Regions from separate parts of the Zea mays genome. Here region 2 is linked to region 1. A link is a contact called in public Hi-C data. All regions are on one chromosome and are shown on one strand. The core of a region is the stretch at or near the end of the contact, and the rest is flanking DNA. Distances in the headings are between cores, read along the strand shown. Region 1 holds the start of LOC103634602 (NAC domain-containing protein 92). Region 2 has its middle 53 kb from the start of LOC103634602.

The links. Hi-C and Micro-C count contacts between places; a contact is called where the count stands out from the background.
Region 2: a Hi-C map of leaf shows a contact between it and region 1, with 8 times the contacts expected there. The contact joins the enhancer-like site here to the promoter of LOC103634602 in region 1. A contact is called at or near these places in 8 of 25 Hi-C or Micro-C datasets (bundle sheath, ear, endosperm and 2 more) and 1 of 3 datasets of contacts at active chromatin or transcription factors (leaf).

What each region holds. Positions count from the first base shown.
Region 1 is chr1:53,480,270-53,486,287 of Zm-B73-REFERENCE-NAM-5.0, reverse strand. LOC103634602 (NAC domain-containing protein 92) reads left to right here and starts at 4,533. Exons shown (of 3, transcript XM_008657013.3): 1 at 4,533-4,958; 2 at 5,129-5,406; 3 at 5,553-6,018. The coding sequence starts at 4,751. It also overlaps the pseudogene LOC109943619.
Region 2 is chr1:53,531,362-53,537,570 of Zm-B73-REFERENCE-NAM-5.0, reverse strand. No RefSeq gene overlaps it. Among protein-coding and RNA genes, the nearest start is that of LOC103634602, 53 kb to the right of the region's middle. Within about 2 kb of position 2,155, at least 18 of the 20 cell types and tissues checked have an H3K27ac peak or open chromatin away from gene starts, as enhancers often do. A contact at or near this core is called in bundle sheath, ear, leaf and 1 more, where this site is marked.

The DNA.
Region 1 (6,018 bases), core at 3,284-5,783:
AGAGCTCCTCAGTTTGTCAAAACGCGTACACTTTACATTTTAGGCTTCAGTTGTGTATCAAGCACAACACTTACGGGGTTTGGAGATGTAGGACCGTGAGCGATACAAACCTGGGCCACAATAAAAAATGGTGTTTCACAATGCATTCAACCACAAAAAATAGAACCGTGCTATAGAAAGCTTGCTATTCAATTAACAGGCTTATAACAAATTTAAGAATATACCTTAAGATGGATTGGTGCAGGTAATAACTGCTTCCTCCGTGATCTAGAATTCTGGATAGCATTTCTTGCTGAATTGAAACCTGGATTCTTGATGGGGGCAACAATAAACAAATGCATCCACCTACACTTTAGTGAACGCAAGCCCCTCCACAAGTACAACAGCAACAACGAATTGTTGTTCATAGCAAGACTACTCAAAGATCACTCACCAAATGGAGACGCGCTGACAGCAAGGTTTCTTCCATGGACAGCACGGACACGGATCGAGAGGACTCCCCTTCCATGGAGGCTGGGGCGGCGATCCGGGGCGTCTGATTCTCCTTCCATGGACAACCTTCAACAACCAACAAACGCACAGAGTTTCTTTGATCTGAAAATAAAGACCAACAAACGCAGAAGTTGTCAGCCCTGCACCCAAGAGCAGTGGTACTTCTGTAGAGGCAGAAATCCCTCTAATTACGACAAAGAAACTCCGTGATAGATGTCAGTATGTTCATCCTGTGCTAAACACGGTTCAGAATATGTCACAGTGGAAAGAAGCTAAGAGTCTCAAGGCCCAACCAGTGCATGGTAAAATGTTGGATAAGGAGCATGTAAACTCAGTGGCAGATGTAGGTCCAAGCCATGACTGTAATTCTGCCCGCCACACAAGGATGAACCCTAGCTTGTCAAGTAAGAAGGAAATTTCTTTGGACGCTAGCAGTGGACAATGTGTAAAGCAAATCTACTTGTGACCATTTATCACGCTCAAGGTTAGGTAATTTTGGCCATCATCACAAAGTGTGACAAAATCCCCTTCCATTAAATTGGACCCCACACGTCAAATTCACAGCAAACTAAATTGGTCATGAGGCACATCTTCTGAGTGCCCCATGAAGGTCCGAATCGGTTTTTCTGACAGCGCAAACACATGCTCTGGCAGCATTAGCCGGTCTGAGCTCACAGACCTACGACCCTCCAAGAACCTTGCCCGACGCTTCTTCTCACGATTGCTCCCATCCACACTGCTAGCCACGGCTAATGTTGGCTCCGGCGAACCGTTGCACACCATCGCAACAAAAGGATTGCACGCTCCGTTCTCCTCGCGTTTCCTATCGAACTCTGACACTTCCCAGACATGGATCACGCAGTCTTCCCCAGCACTCGCGAGGTACCGGCCATCTGGACTAAACCTGATGCTCCAGATGGAGCCATCGTGAGCCTGAATCTCCTGGTTCATGAACAGGCCACTGAACTCCTTGTACGACTTGCCATACTGCCTCACCTTAACGCGCACCGGGCCGTGGCGCACGGCTCCAGCGCTGTCCTGGCTGTCGTCTGTGGCCGAGCTGGACCGGCGCCCGCCTTTCTCCGAGCACGTGTCCTTGTCGTCGCTGCTGCGGCGGTCGCGGGAGCTGGCCACCACGGAGCCGACGATGTTCCGGATGCCCCGAAGCCAGCTGCTATGCCGCCGCCGCCGCCGGTGGCGCGTCGCTCCGTTGCTGGAGTCGGAGTCGGAGCGCTAGACGGGGGTGGACGAGCCGGAGCTCGCAACGTTCTCGCGCCGCATGAGCTCCTGGACGATAGGCGAGCGGCCGACGCAGAGGTCAACGAACTCCTCCATGGTGAGCTGCCGGCCCGTGCCGACCTCGCGGAGCTCGGACCCCTCCTTGACCACGAACTCGCTGCCGTCGTCGAGGTTCCGGATCAGACACCTCGGGTCGGCCTCCTCCTCCTCCTCCCCTTCGGGCGTGGCCTCGGAGGAGCCCGGCGACCGCCCTCCCAGCGGCGGCTTGGTCGCCGAGGCCGGCACGGCGCCGCCGTCTGATCTAGATCGGGAGATGGGCGGCGAGGCCGGCGCCGGGCGGACGGGCACAGGCCCGTCGTCGTAGGAGACCGATCGGCCCATCTCGAGGCGCGCCAGGGCGGGGTCCCCGGTGAGCCCCAGCATCTGGAGCAGCTTCCGGCGCCGCTCCTGCACGGGCGCCGGCTCGGACGTCCACACGTCGAGCGCCGCGACAGTTGCGCGGGGGCGGGCGGGGGCACAGCCTTGCCTCTTGTGGACGTGTCCCTTCCAGGGCGGCGAGCAACACGGACGCCAGGTGGGGAGGTGGGGCGGCGAACACGGTCGGTGGCTGTTGCGTGGGGAGGGTGGATTTGGTGAAGCCGGGCGGATCGGAGACTGCGGGGAAGGAAGAGGATCGGACGAGGGTAACGGGGGTGGGGGCAGGGGCCATCCCTCGCATCTCCAACCTCCGGGGCGGGGATCGGGCGATGGGATCGGACGACTGGCGGCGGTGGGGGATCGAGCGGCTGGTGATCGAACGGTTGAAATTGTAGAACAATAGAATGGACGGTTGAGGTTGCAGGATGGCAGAACGGCAGAACGGCAGGAGGCAGACTACTATTACACTCTTAGGGTGTGTTTGGTTTGGCTTTTAGCTTTGGCTTTTGCCCCCTAAAAGCCAAAAGCCAAACCAAAGGTCTGGATCTAGAAAGCAGCTTTTTCTAAAAGCTGACTTTCTCGCAGTGTAAAATTGAAAGCACCCCTGGACCTGCTTTTAGTGGCTTTCGGATGAAACTGTAAAAACAAATATCGAAGAACTTTTAACGGCTTTTAGTGGTTTTTTTAGCTTTTTAACAGCTCACAGCCCACAACAGCTTTTTCCACAGCTCACAGCCCACAGCAGCTTTTTTCACAGCCACAGCCCAACCAAACAGACCCTTAATAAGTAGTACTAGATTTACGGCTGGAAGTCTGGAAGATAAAATCACACGAGGGGAAGGGGAGCAAAAACCCGGTGGATATTTCCAGCCAGATTAGACGAACGTCATAGCTTGACATGCTTTGTCCTCCGCGGCTCCGCTTAAAAAGCGTGGAACTTGATGACGGAAACGCTGAAAAAAAAGGCTTGGGAGAATGGCATGGGACCGAGCCCTGATGGCACTGCGGACGCCGAGCGTGCACCCTTCTGAAAGGGAAAATGGCTCGCCTGCCCTGTCGAATTTTGTGCGCTTTTGGTCCGGCTGCGCCCATACACCGCCGGTGTAGAGCCATCGGCATATATCCTTGCGCAAAGTTCTCGCCGTTGCCTGTCCGTCGTGTGGGGCGTTACGCGCATCCAGTAGACAACGACGAACACAGATGTTCCCAAAAGAGCGCGAGGGACGGAAGCGATCGAGCGAGCACCATTAGCCACGGTCCACGGACGGCGGTTAGGGACGAGACGAGTAGCGCACGACGGCACGAGTAGCGCCTGCCACGGTAATCTGGATTTCTCACCGTTTTCTGGAAAGGAACTGGCTGGGATGAGAGGATATCTGCTCCCCTGTCCGTGTCGTAGCGCCGGGTTGAACTCTTCACGCTGGCATGTGGGGACAGACAGATAGGCCTCCCTGTCGCCCAGCTCCGCACTCGTTTTCAAAGGTCAGAGAAGTAAGCGAAGCTCCTACTGTGATGGTATTTTAAAGGGAGAGCTCTGGGTTTTTCAATTCTCGGCCACATCGTTGCCGCGTTAGCTGTGAACCGGCGAGCGAGTGAATATTCCGCAGGCCAGTGGAGGGGAGCGGGCCATTACGATTAGGACAGGTAATTTGGAGTTAGCTTAGGGCTTGTTCGGTTATTCCCAATACACATGGATTGGATGGGATTGAAAAAATTAAGAAGAGGTTTGACTTGTTTGGGATTCAAACCCATCCAATCTCACTCAATCCACATGGATTGAGAGCTAACCGAACAAGCCCTTAGGTGGGGCAGTCACAGGCACACAGCAGCTACCGGCGGTAAGAAGTGAGGGGAAGGGCCCCCCGGTCCCCGCCGGACGGGGTCCGTCGTCTACAAGCCGCCCTCCGCACGGCTCTCCGCTCCCGGCCCGTCACAGCGTCGATACGACTATAGATGGCCAAAAAGCACGAGGCCCGTGAGCCCGGCACGAAGCCCGCTTTTTGGGCCCGGTCCGAACCCGGCACGGTAGAATAAGCGGGCGGGCTTGGACAGGAAACTAGGCACGGCGGGCTAGCCCGGCACGGCCCGTTTACCTCTAAGCCCGTTAAGCACGGTTTTTTTACACTAAAACGTGCTTACCGGCCCGTTTAGCCCGCTTTTTGGCCCGTTTTTTTCGTGCTAAACGGGCCGGCCCGGCCCGTTTAGGCCCGCTGCGGGCCGGGCTTGGACAGAAAATTAAGCCCGCTGGCACAGCAGGCCCGGCCCGGTTTTTGGCCGGGCTTCACCGGGCCCGGGCCGGGCCGGGCCGGGCGGCCCGTTTGGCCATCTCTAGATACGACCCTGTTCTATATAATGCCGCCCCAGCCCCTCCCTCCGCTCCTCCAGTCCAAGCCCCCTTGCCTTCTTTCTCAGCTCACCTCTCTCTTTCACGCACGCCTCTCTCTCTCTCTCTCTCTCTCTCTCTCTCTCTCTCTCTCTCTCTCTCTCTCTCTCTCTCTCTCTCTCTCTCTCTCTCCTTATCTGTCCTGAGGCAGCCATTTCCTCTTCCGATCGTGGAGAGGCTTGGAGTGGAAGGAGGCTGCTGGTTTTCGGCACGGCGGAGATGTCTGAGGTGTCGGTGATAAACCAGGCGGAGGTGGAGGACGCGGGCGCCGGGCAGCTGATGGACCTGCCGCCGGGCTTCCGCTTCCACCCCACCGACGAGGAGATCATCTCGCACTACCTCACCCACAAGGCCCTCGACCACCGCTTCGTCTCCGGCGTCATCGGCGAGGTCGACCTCAACAGGATCGAGCCATGGGACCTGCCAGGTTAGCACTGCGCGCTACTGCTTGATACGTCCTCACCTCAAAGAGCCAAATAGACCTGCACCTCTTTTTTTTTTGACTTTGTGCTTGTACTAGTAGTACTTCTCTTTCTCTCGGCTGGGAATCATGGCGGCCTAAATTTAACTGGGAAGCTTGCGTTTTGATTTCTCCAGGCAGGGCCAAGATGGGGGAGAAGGAGTGGTACTTCTTCTGCCACAAGGATCGCAAGTACCCGACGGGCACGCGGACCAACCGCGCCACGGAGACCGGCTACTGGAAGGCCACCGGCAAGGACAAGGAGATCTTCAGGGGCCGCGGCGTCCTCGTGGGCATGAAGAAGACGCTCGTCTTCTACCGCGGCCGCGCGCCGCGCGGGGAGAAGACCGGATGGGTCATGCACGAGTTCCGCCTCGAGGGCAGGCTTCCCCAGCCGCTCCCGCGCTCCGCCAAGGTCCGGCCCTCGTGTACTTACTCGTTCCGTCGTTCGGCGTTGCAAGCAAGTCTCCTGCCCTTAATTTCCGGCCGGTGGGCGTGGGCTAACAAGTCCCCTCTCTTCTTTTTCTTGCCGCCTTGTCCTTTTTGTTGCGTGCGGTGCAGGACGAGTGGGCCGTGTGCAAGGTGTTCAACAAGGAGCTGCAGGCGGCGAGGAGCGAGCCATTATTGGCGGCGGCCGGCGCGGCGGAGCTCGAGCGCGTGGGCTCGCTGGGCTTCCTCAACGAGCTCCTCGACTCCGCGGAGCTGCCGGCCCTCGTCGGAGCCGACGTGGACGAGGTGATCGACTTCAAGGGCCCCGCCCCCGCGTCCGTTCCGGACGCGAGCTACCTCCCGGTCAAGATGGAGGAGCACGCGCTGCTGCAGATGCAGCAGTGCCAGTACCAGCCGCCGCCCCCGATGTTCTACCCGAGCCAGTACTTCTCTCTTCCGGCGATGAACTCCGGCCACCTCCCCCCGGCGATCCGGAGGTACTGCAAGGCGGAGCAGCAGGTGGTCTCGGCGCAGACGGCGTCGGTGATCAGCCCGTCCCGCGAGACCGGGCTCAGCACCGACCCCAACGCGGCGGGCG
Region 2 (6,209 bases), core at 906-3,405, 54 kb before region 1:
TGACAAGAGAACAGCGCCGCCTGCGCCGCTCCGACTGCTGAGCCACCCGACAAAGTGAGGCTGACAGCAGCCAAGGCCGGCCTCGGGCGTCATAGGAAACTCCGCCTCGCCCGACCCAGGGCTCGGACTCGGGCTCAGCCCCGGAAGACGGCGAACTCCGCTTCGCCCGACCCAGGGCTCGGACTCGGGCTCAGCCCCGGAAGACGGCGAACTCCGCTCTGCCCGACCCAGGGCTCGGACTCGGGCTCAGCCCCGGAAGACAGCGAACTCCGCTCCGCCTGACCCAGGGCTCGGACTCGGGCTCAGCCCCGGAAGACGACGAACTCCGCTCCGCCCGACCCAGGGCTCGGACTCGGGCTCAGCCCCGGAAGACGGCGAACTCCACTCCGCCCGACCCAGGGCTCGGACTCGGGCTCAGCCCCAGAAGACGGCAAACTCCGCCTCGCCCGACCCCAGGGCTCGGACATGGGCTCAGCCCCGGAAGACGACGAACTCCGCCTCGCCCGACCCGGGGGCTCGACCTCGACCTCGGAGGAGCCTCCACCTCGCCCAGCCTAGGGCGTGGGCCGACCACGTCAACAGGAAGCGCCATCATTACCCTACCCCGAGCTGACTCGGGCTACGGGGAACCAGACCGGCGTCCCATCTGGCTCGCTCCACCATGCGAGTAATGATGGCGCCCCGCATGCCCTGTGACGACGGTGGCTCTCAGCCCCCTTACGGAAGCAAGAGGACGTCAGCAAGGACTCGACAGCCCCAACAGCTGTCCTTTCGCCAGGCTCCAGCACTCCTCCGACAGCCACGACACCACGCGAACTGGGTGCCAAGACCTCTCCGGCTGCCACGATGGCATGTACTTAGGGCGCTAGCACTCCATCGCTAGACACGTTAGCACATTGCTACACTCCCCATTGTACACCTGGATCCTCTCCTTACGCCTATAAAAGGGAGGACCAGGGCCCTCTTACAGAGGGTTGGTTGGCCCGCGCGGAGAAGGACGGGACGGCGCTCGCGCAAGGCCGCTCGCTCCCACTCCCGCGTGGACGCTTGTATCCCCCTACTGCAAGCGCACCCGACTCAGGCGCGGGGCTAACACGAAGGCCGCGGGATCCACTCTCTCACGCCTGCCTCCCTCCGGCTACATCCATTCCCCCCCCCCCCCTTCGCGTTCCGCCTCGCGTCGACCCATCTGGGCTGGGGCACGCGGCGACGATTCACTCGTCGGTCCAGGGACCCCCCGGGTTTCGAAACACCGACATATGTATATTGTTAGATGTAAGAATTTATTTTGTATATATAAATACGAACATATTTGTACAATTAGTGATGTCTATTATTTATTTTTATCATTAGCTAGTACATAAAATTATCGTCACGTGCAAATTTAACCGTCCCAACAGGAAACGGGGATGGAGAATGCTTCTCCATCCTCGTTTACCCGGCAGGGGAAAAAATTCCGGTTTATATCTCCATGGTCTAGGAAACTTCTCTATTCCCGTCTCCTAATGGAGAATTTCCTCACGGGAAAATAAGGAATCACAACCCATTGCCAACTCTATTGGATACCGGCACTAACTTTTAGCTAAAATTTTACATTGCGTGTCTCGAGATTGTAAGCTTTAGTGGGTGTTTGGCTCCTATCTAAAGTTTAGTGGGTCACTTTTAGTTTCTAAACTATCAACCACTATAACTAATGGAGGCTTTCCAAATAAAAATTCTAGAGACTAAAGTTTAGAAGAGTGGTTAAAGGAACTTAGCTATAATCCGATGGTTGATGGACTAGACTGTGTAATTGGCCGTGTGTAGACTGTGTAATCGTCAGTCCCGTTGATGGTTCTTGCCACGGGGCAAATGCACCGAGCACCTTCCAAAATCCAAATGATACGGATTATTTTCAATCCATATGGATTGGAGGGGATTGATACGGATTGAGAGGAATTTTGACTTACTAAGGATTAAAACTTCCTCAATCTCTCTCAATCTATATGGATTGGGGTAGAACCGAATATGCTCTGATGGGGCACCCACCCGATACTTGCGGGGAGGATTGTCTATGCTTTGGTTGGGCCTTGCCCGGAGCTGCCAGCACGACTGTGCTTGGGATGGGCCTGTGCTGTCCAATCTTCGAATCGAATCTTTCATTTACTGGTGGCCCAACTAGCCCATTGGAAGACGGACCGGTATGGAAGAGGCCCAAGCTATTGCTAGACTGCTCATTTGACGGCCTAGGTTGTTTCCGTGATCGCAGCTCGTCAGCCTATTGAGACCTGCTGACTAGTGACTACTAGGCCGGAACCTTTCGCTAACAGGCCAGACAACAGAGCAATCAGCAGCAGCGTGGCACGAGCGTCGCCGCATGCCGGTGGTCGCGAAGCACACTGTCTGCATGCTCCAGCTTGCAGCCTCCTTGATCGTCCTCGAATCCAGCGTCCTGCCGGCAGTGCCGCCAAAACCCCACGGTTGCTCCGGACATGGAGCCGCAGCCAGAACAGGGTCGATCTGTCTGGAACGCAAGATAGTGTAGTACGTACTACGATGCAGTCAAGAGCCGGATCCAGGATATCTGAAGCCCCTGCCGCATTGCGTCCGGAGGCGGTCAAATGCTACATTCGCCTAGCTACTAGAACTGGACCGGTTGCGATCCCGAGTCCTCCGTCGCCGTCGGCCGGAACGAGCGTTCCGTTCCCGGGTTGTCCTCCGGGATCGCTGCATGGATGTCGCCGGCGGGAATTCGGTCGATCGACGCGTAGGAGGACTCGCGGCTCGCGCCAGTAGAGTAGTACTCCTAATCAGGTTGCAGGAGCAGCCGGACCGGACGTACGCTTATGAGACTTCGTAGTTTCATGGCGTATTACAGAAGCTAAAGCAACAGGTAACAGGATGGGCATAAGATACCTGAAGGGAATAGAGAGCCATTTCAACCGTGTCGTGTCGTCGCGTTGCTCCCCACGTCGCACGAGTCATGGCACGTACGGAAGAACACTTCTTTCTTTCTTTCTTAAAAAAAACAATTAAAAACATGCATGCTGCCCGCGAGAGGACAGCGGTGCCATGCATCTTCATGACATCATAAGCGACTATAATCACGGCGAGGGTTTTGGTTGATGTTTATATTGTCAGGTCGGTCACCAACCAGCTGCTACTGTTCCACATGTACGGGTACACAAAACTGACCGGCAAGTCAACCAGCACAAATAGCTCTGGACCATAGAAAGGAAGAAAAAAAAACATATAATTTCCAATGAACTCTCGATAGCTAGCTTATTTTTTTCCATAAAAAAATACGGGTCAAACAAAAACCAGAGGATGGAGAGGCACCACGGCACCAGCGTATTAGAGCATCTCCAAGAGACTAGCTAAATAGCTTGTTAAGCTAAATTTTAGCTATTTAATAGCAAAATATTTCTCCAACAGACTAGCTATTTAACTTGACAATCTATCCGGCTCTCTAAATTGACTCCCTCACTAGCTAAATTTGGCTAGCAAATCCCGCTAGCCAAGCTAACTTGCATGTTGGAGAGTCTGTTGGAATGAGATATTATATTTAGAGTTTAATCTTTATAAAGTGACAAATAAAGAGTCAAATAGAGAGTCAAAAATAAAGAATCTTTTGGAGATGCTCTTATCCTCTGCATCCCTAGTCTATTGTATCCTATATCCGTATGCATTTCCCTCTTTTTTTTCGTGAGCCGTTGAAATTAGAGTAAGTGGCGCGATGCTGACCGAGGAACTATAATAGTATACACACCGGCATTACTCTTTTTTTTTTCCAAGTTTAGATTGTACGCCCGTTGACACAACGGTATACATGGTGGTCAGAAATCGCAGCTTGAGCACCACGACTTAATTTTAAGGGTTCTAGTATATATGTGTACAATCTTGTAGCGGTGATCGAAGACTACTATACGGTTCATTTTTGTATTGTATTCGTACACATGCCTCCATTCCCAAACGAGTCCTAACGAACCCCACACACGAAATAATCCATGCAAAAACATAAAGCGAGGACCAACCCCGGCCGCACGTACGCGCGCGCTTAAAACCAGAATCCACTAGCTAGCTAGTAGAGTAGAACACCCGCATTGCATTTGTATTAATTCGTCGTCCCTGGGCCTAGCAGCTATCTCTACCTGTCGCTTGCTTCGTCGGGATGGGAGCGAGTTGCTTGGGTGTGTTGGTGAAGCAGCACGAATCGCTCGCTAATCTCCAAAACCCCCCGCACGACGCGAGACGATTAGCTAGCTATAGCCACGTTCGTTAGGCGTGTGGCTACTGGCTACGGAGGCCGCGACCGACCATGTATACGCTTACGCGCATGCGTCCGCGTCCGCACTAGCACGCACAGCACAGCACATCACGGGGCTCGATCGAGGTGCCGCTCGCCGGACATGGCGGCGACGACCACGCGATCGACCGTCTCGTGTACTGTACCGGATCGGACGGGTTAGTTTGCAAGCTTTTGTTCGGTACGTACGTTGAATTCTCGTGCTACCAAACCACATCTTACGTAACGCCCCTGTGCGTTATATATGGCTCGTCATCATCGTAAGACCGAGCCTAATATCGCGGGGGTACACACGCACTCAACTCCGATCGATCCGCCCACTGTTAAAGTTAAAGCACCGCGGACGCTCCTTGTTTTGTCACAAGCGGCAGCATGTGCGCAACAATATTGTTTCGTCGCCGCCGACTCGGAAACCACCCACCGCAGCGTACGGCCGCGGCGGGGTGCCGGGCATCGCGAGACCGCCGCCCTGCCGCTGTCGTCGGTGCCAGTGCCGGTGCGGCGGGTTGGGATCTCGAGAATTACCGCCGCCACGCGTGCGGGTTAACTATATGGATTATGCGGTGCCACCAGCAGCCAATTACTAGCGCTTAACGTGGGCGCGCGGTTAGAATACTTCTGCTTGTGGCAGGAGAGTACTACTGCTCCTCCGATCCGATCAATCATCACTCTGGATAAACGCAAGGTGACAAGCCCGTCAGCAATCGTGATTGCTGCCTTGCTGGTGCTGCTCGCTAGCTCCAATACTTACCACGAGATTCTTACCACGTGTCGCCTGAGGGGGTGATTGTAAGGCCCAAAATGTGTGTATAAAAAAATATATAAATAATAAAGTAAATACATGAAGAAATAAAATAGCAAGTACAAATATCTCAAATTATACTTGAGAGTCGAAATTTGAGAACGGAATTTTGAAAGCTAAGAATTATTTTGATACTTGAAAATTTGAAGTCGAACTTGAATGGGATTTGAATTGAGAAATTAAAAATAAAAAAAAAGAGAAGGAAAAGAATACACCCTATAATATATATATATATATATATATATATGCACGAATAATTATATCCCCTTTATGTTGGCATTTATATTTTTTTTTACACTTAGTTTTTGTGTGAAATTCACCAACGAATTTGAATTTAATTACTAGAGTTTGAAATTAGGAAAGAATTGCAAATTAGGGAATATAAATAAAAAAAAGAGAAGAAAAAAAAGAAGAAAATAGGAAATTCGCGCTTGGGCCGAATCCACACCTGTGGCCCAGTACCTGTTTTTCCCTGCGCCTCGGCCCACTTCTCGTTTTCCCTTACCAAGTCACAGACACATGGGGCCCACTCTTCAGCCTTCTCCACCTCGTGCGCCTACTTCTGCGTGGCCCAGCAGTTTTTTTTAACGCGCGGACTCGCTGGCAGACTGGGCCCCCTCGCCAGTTGCTCAGCGCGCGTCTACGCCTTTGCCTTGTGTCACCGTTCTATGGGCCAGCCCTGTCAGCCGTTTCGCTCAGCTCGAGTCCGTTGGACGCCGACGGATCCGACGTTGCCGCACCGAACACACCGTGATTCCAGGAAGTCCCCCGACCAATTCGCCAGGGTTGTTGAAATTGCGCGCCATGCGCCGTCGACTTCGTAGGATTCCTAGCCTATAAAACCATGTGCAAGCTGTAACCGAGAGAAGGGGAGAGCTTTATCGCCGCTGGAGGAAGACAGTGGGTCCGCCGCCGGGGATGACCTCAATTCGCTAGCGCTGGCGCCCCGGATGGTGGATGGGGGTTTCTCCAGATCGCTTGGAGCTTGGACATGCATTCCAGGGGCGTGTTGATCGGCTGGTTCACCTCTAATCGCTCGCCGGAGTCAATCCTCGGTGGCAGAACCGCACATAGACGTGGTCAACCGTATCTGCTTCACAAAACCCGGTAGGGATCTTCTCA